Linked DNA regions of Bombyx mori: region 2 is linked to region 1. A link is a contact called in public Hi-C data. All regions are on one chromosome and are shown on one strand. Each heading gives the region's core, a stretch centred on a gene start, on an enhancer-like site or on the middle of the called end of the contact. The rest is flanking DNA. Distances are from core to core; before and after follow the strand shown. Region 1 holds the start of LOC101741989 (equilibrative nucleoside transporter 2). Region 2 overlaps LOC101741989 (equilibrative nucleoside transporter 2).

The links. Hi-C and Micro-C count contacts between places; a contact is called where the count stands out from the background.
Region 2: a contact with region 1 is called in a Hi-C map of whole pupa, with 2.6 times the contacts expected there. The contact joins the enhancer-like site here to the promoter of LOC101741989 in region 1. A contact is called at or near these places in 3 of 7 Hi-C or Micro-C datasets (midgut and whole pupa).

The regions. Positions count from the first base shown.
Region 1 is chr26:4,048,657-4,051,554 of ASM3026992v2, reverse strand. It overlaps LOC101741989 (equilibrative nucleoside transporter 2), which reads right to left and starts at 1,376. Exons shown (of 10, transcript XM_004933007.5): 1 at 1,205-1,376. It overlaps LOC101741692 (zinc finger protein 37A), which reads left to right and starts at 2,874. Exons shown (of 3, transcript XM_062676295.1): 1 at 2,874-2,898.
Region 2 is chr26:4,082,134-4,085,031 of ASM3026992v2, reverse strand. LOC101741989 (equilibrative nucleoside transporter 2) reads right to left here. Exons shown (of 10, transcript XM_004933007.5): 7 at 1,657-1,855; 8 at 133-248. Among protein-coding and RNA genes, the nearest start is that of Osi20, 18 kb to the left of the region's middle. Within about 2 kb of position 1,546, at least 1 of the 8 cell types and tissues checked has open chromatin away from gene starts, as enhancers often do.

The sequences.
Region 1 (2,898 bases), core at 127-2,626:
TTGGCCTCTTGCATTCTATGACTTTCCTATTTTATTCCAGGTGAGCAGCCATCACCTTGGTATGAGTCTGAGGGAAAAACTGACTAACAATTTCTCTTATATACTGAATCGGTCTGAATTCATATTTTCACAACCTGAGCCGTAAGCTAAATGCAAATTTGATTCCGGAAAAATGGGAGTACTCAACAAAGCAAAGCAGAACACTGTCCTGATGTGAATCGAAACAGAGATTCATGCTTTACAATGTTGTGGTCTAGCCTTATATGAGAAATTACTGCTATTGGGTATACTTTCAGATACTATCATTTGACTTGACCCATACCACCAAGGCAATGCACTCCTCTCATTAGTGTTTCCAAAGCACTGTGACAATTCCTTATTCAAATGAATTCAATGAATTCCAGTCACATCTTGAATTTTTTTATATTAATTATCTTTTATCATCACACATCAAAAATAATTAAGTACTATATTTAGTAAATATGGATCATGGCTTGTTAGTTTTTGGCAAGCCGTACTAGTCTTTAGTCTCTAGACCGAACTAGAGACAGGATGATCCAACTATAAAATTCAGAGACATGTATGTATAAGGTTTCTGTGTGATACGTCTTTTTGTCAGATATCTTGATCTCTACTTTAATTTTAAAAGTTAATTACAACATGAACATTTTTTTTTTTTTATTTATTGCTTAGATGGGTGGACGAGCTCACAGCCTACCTGGTGTTAAGTGGTTACTGGAGCCCATAGACATCTACAACGTAAATGCCACCACCCACCTTGAGATATTAGTTCTAAATGTCAGTTTATAGTAATTGTTAAATAATGAAAATATTTAGGCAAGAATTATTTTTTTACCTTTGTTTAAATATTGGATTGATTCCATTTTGTATGGAAAAATATTGAAATGATATTTCCATTCCTGGACTTCATACATTCATACTGTATTAAATAGTTTTAATAAAAACCATTTTAACTGCAAATATTAGGTAGGTACCTATTTGTAATGTTAAAAATTGGTTTTTGCACACTATACATTATAACTATGTAAGTAATATGATTATTGTCCAAAAGAGCTAAGAGTAAGCTTTTTAAGAATCGTATGTTAAGCTTTTATTACAAAGGATTATGAATTGAAAACTAACTATATATATTTTCGGAAACGTGCTTCGTTCAACGCGTGGTTACCATTTACTTATCACTTACCGTCCTAATTTTACTGTGTCCTAAATAAACTTTTCAAGAAATCTATTAAGTTTTCACTATACACAAACTTTTTACTATTAATAACTACACTTTTATTTTTAAAGGGTTAAGCACGTCCAACACGCGCGCGTCTCAATGTTTCCTTAACACTTGTGATTTATATCATTCATTTCATTGTAGTAAGTTTATTATCTATGTTCATTGTGTGATTGTGTGAATGTATTTTTTAGTTTCACAGACTATATAAGGATTACAGAGTATACAGAAATATAATAGTCTAATAACCGTGTTATTTATTAGTACTCATTGGTTTATCTTAATATATTAATTTGACTCTAATAAATATGTTAACTAAAAATAATAACCGATATTCTGATAGGGATGCCGATTTACATTAAGATCGAGATCGAAAACATTTCTTAGAAATCTTTTTGAAGTAAGTCAAGTTTTGATTTACGTGATAAATACGAGTTAATAATTTACGTCACACAACACTTGATTAATCAGGATTTAATCGATACAAATTTCAAAAACATCAATACCAGTATAGATGTCGTCGTAGCTTAAAGGATGAGACGTCCGGTTTATTTGTATCAAACGAGGCAACGCAACGGTGTTCGAATCCCCAGGCGGTACCAATTTTTCTAATGAAAGACGTAGTTAATAAACGTTCACAACTGACTTCCACGTAAAGGAATAACATCGTATAATGAAAATTAAGCCCGCAAAAATATAATTTGCGTAGTTACTGGTGGTAGGACATTTTGTGAGTCCGCGCAGTACCACCACCCTGCTTATTTCTGTCGTGAACTATAATGCGTTTCGGTTTGAGGAGTGGGACAGCCGTTGTACTGTTACAACAAGGACCTTTACTTTATCTGTCGTGATAGGTTAAATATAATATCGAGGTTGTAATTTATTTATTTCTTATTTTAATTATATAATATGTATTTATGTAATAATTTTTGTGTTTGATTGAATTCAATTCACCTAATTTTTTGGATGTGAAACATCTATAGCCGCACGTAAAACCGATTTCTGGCGTGGCGACGCATGCCGTGGCGACGCGTCACCACGCTACATGATGGTATATATATACAGTCTATATGCAGTAGTGTGTACGGTGTGGCGACGCGTCGCCATGTGCAATCGACTGTGCGATTCTCTCCCACTCGATCCGGCGTTATGCCATCTTTCTCGCTTCACTGAGCTCGGATACCTATAGTGTATACTCCGTAGTGTATAGTGTTGTTTACTACAGTACACATAACCTGTGTTTTACTTCAAAACAAATTATTTTTTCGTAATATTTTCTTTTATCATTATGACATATTTAGTTACTATCACAATCTTATCTTTTCTGCATATTACTTTTACAAAATAATGTCGATGTTTCACATCTGCCAGGCGTCCCGTGACTGCTCACATTTTTTTTTACAATTCATTTGTCGATATTAATTGTTTATAAATTTATAATAATGCGTTCTAGACGAAAAAAAACCAGATCGAATCATAAATTTTTACTGTCTAAAATCGATTTCCAGACTACCTGAAATCGATTTCAGTTAAATTAAGTAGGTATTTGAAAAATCAATCTCAAATTACCATTCAATAATATGATTATTAAGGGTATAATCTATGCTTTGTTTGTTGAAGTTGAAATTTGAGGACTTTTTGGCGGGAGCGCGAGGAGT
Region 2 (2,898 bases), core at 297-2,796, 33 kb before region 1:
CGGCAGAAATAGGCAGGGCGGTGGCACCTACCCAGGCAGGTTCGCGAGACGCCCCACCACCGGCATTACGTGTATCCTCACAAATTGTAGCAGATACTGTAGATATTGTAGTAGATAGTAGTAGATACTCACAAATTGCCAGAGGCTGGCGGTGATGTTCCCCAGCATGGCGGTCACGTTGAACGTTATAAAGCACGTGATCGAAACGAAATTTTTACCGAGAAATCCCGGAGTCACTGGATCAATTTCTGGTGACAGAAAAAAAACAACAAATCTATACTAATAATATATAAATCTACTTTTTTTTCCCTACCTATGCTGATAGCCTTCAGAGGCTATTTCAGCTTCACCCTAACGTGTGTAGGTGAGCTCACGGGGCTCACCAACCCACTGAGTATCTCGCCGGATCTTCTCAGTGGGTCGCGTTTCCGATCCGGTGGTAGATTCTGCGAAGCACGACTCTTGCTAGGGTTAGCTTTAGCAACGTCGTCAGGTTCGAGCCCCGTGAGCTCACCTACTAGTTAAGGTTCCGCTGATATAGCCTCCCAAGGCTATCAACTTAGGTAGGAAAAAAGGGGCTCAAACCGGAGTGTTGCTAACACTGACCCTAGCAAGAGCAGTGCTTCGCAGAATCTACCACCGGATCGGAAACGCGACCCACTGAGAAAATCTGGCGAGATACTCAGTGGGCTTAAATCTACAGTAGTTTTTACGGATGTTCCGTTATAACTACTGAACCATGCGTCCGATTGACTTGAAACTTGGTATCCATGAAGAAAATACATGTACTTAATGGATAGGTTAATATTTATATGCGTGTTGTACTCCCTACACCAGTTGCGGTTATATTAATGATGAGAATCTTTGTGGGGGTGAGAAATAATAATGTTAATTTTAAATGCCCAGCGAAGCGGACGGATACAGCTAGTAATATTATATAACTATTCGCAGTGGATTTATGATTCACACTTGTACAACATTTTGACTAGCTGATCACTCGAATTCATTAAACTTGACAAATTTTCATGACTGTCACGGACTAGTTATGAATGGAATGATCGTTTCTTTAAGTGACTACTGATATGTTGATGATATATTACTCTCTGCACTACAATTATTGGGAATTTATCGAAAATAACTGTACATCTCATTGATGGCGGTAGAGTGTATGGTGATTGCATATCAGTCCCATCGGTCTAGCAGATAGTGACGCACCTCGGTATGAAGCGAGTTAGTTCTAATTCAAGACGATTTAGTTTCGGAGCAATTCACGTTATGCCTTCGAAATAAGGTAATAAATTTTGTATATATATGATGATGAGCTCGATGGCTAGACGAGCTCACGGCTTACCCGGTGTTAAGTGGTAACCGGAGCCCATAGACATCTACAACGTAAATGCCGGCACCCACCTCGAGGCATGAGTTCTAAGGTCTCAGTTTTTACAGTAAATTTTTATATTATCTAGGAAGTCTATTATAACACAGTTCTACTCTCTAAGTCGAACCCTATGATTGTATGGGCAGGCTCGCGACATTGACCAGTGTGGGTGATCGCATTACACTTCATCTCCATACAACAAAGACTGCGAGAGCTTAGAATAGGCACACAGATAACGAATTAAGCATAAAAATATAGTTTGTCTCTTTCTAACCCACCCGAATGCAAGCCGGGGTAGATCGCGAGCGTCACAAAGAAGGTAACGAATATGTTGTAGAGCTGAACCCAGGATTGCGCGAAGATCGTTCCGTACGGTATGCTCCTCTTGTTCGGACTCGAATTCTGATCGGTGGCTGCGAGGGCAGGGTTCACTCGCATCGTCCTCTCTTGCAGAGTATCGTGATAACGATAAAACCTCTGTAATTAAATAATATCGATAAGAAAAACGTTTCATGATTGAGACTCATCTCAAATTGAATACGAACATCGAATCGTTGGTCTAAAAAAAAAAATTATCTGTCACTGTCACTTTTTGGCGGGAACGCGAGAAGCAAACTTTTGTCAATTGTATTTATTTTGTTAATTTAGTTTTTCTTCGAGTAAATTGTAGGATTCGACGTCTGGATGCATTGTTGTTATGTTTGTTCTGGTCTCGTCCTTAACACAGGAAAATACTATTTAGAACGTTTTATGTGAAAGATCCTTGCAACTATAGAGGGAATCATCTATATGTACTGTATGTACGATTTAATATATTTCTTTGGTATAAAACCTTTGCTTCCTAAACAGATATTTATTTGTCTAAAGCACTTTCTATATATTTAATTGACTAAAGTTGACTCATAGCCCAACTGTGCTAATACCACCATACGATAGACACGAGATCAAGAAATTCCTAGATTTAAAGAGGTAATTTTTAAGGGATTTCATGACCTGGTAACTAAGACCTTTAGGTCAAGTCTTATTTTAATTTTAATGAAAACTTTCTTGTATGAAAAATGATAATAATATTATGAAATGAAATGAAGTTGATTAATATGAAACATAGCATGAAATCGAAATGAAATGAAAACGGAATGTAATGAACTGAAATGAGATGTTATGAGATGAAATATAATCTCAGTAAAATGGAGGTCATTTACTGAGACGTTTTTCAGTGGACTTTTTGAAGGATCCCAAGAAGTTACGTCCAGCGGCTTTGTTTTATTTTGCCACATTTATGCACTTTCACAGATACTAAGCAGTTAATAAACCACCGTTATTACACATTTAAACCTGAAGAAACACTAAATAGAAAAAATAAAACGTCGCGTTCCCGCAAAAAGTCTTAAAGAGGTAATAAATAAGTCCTTAACCAATTAAAATTCATGGTCACACTTGTGGCGGGTAGCCATCATACAACGCAAGATATTTGACAGATGCCTGAATCTCGCTTACGACATTTTCAAGATAAGTTCGCA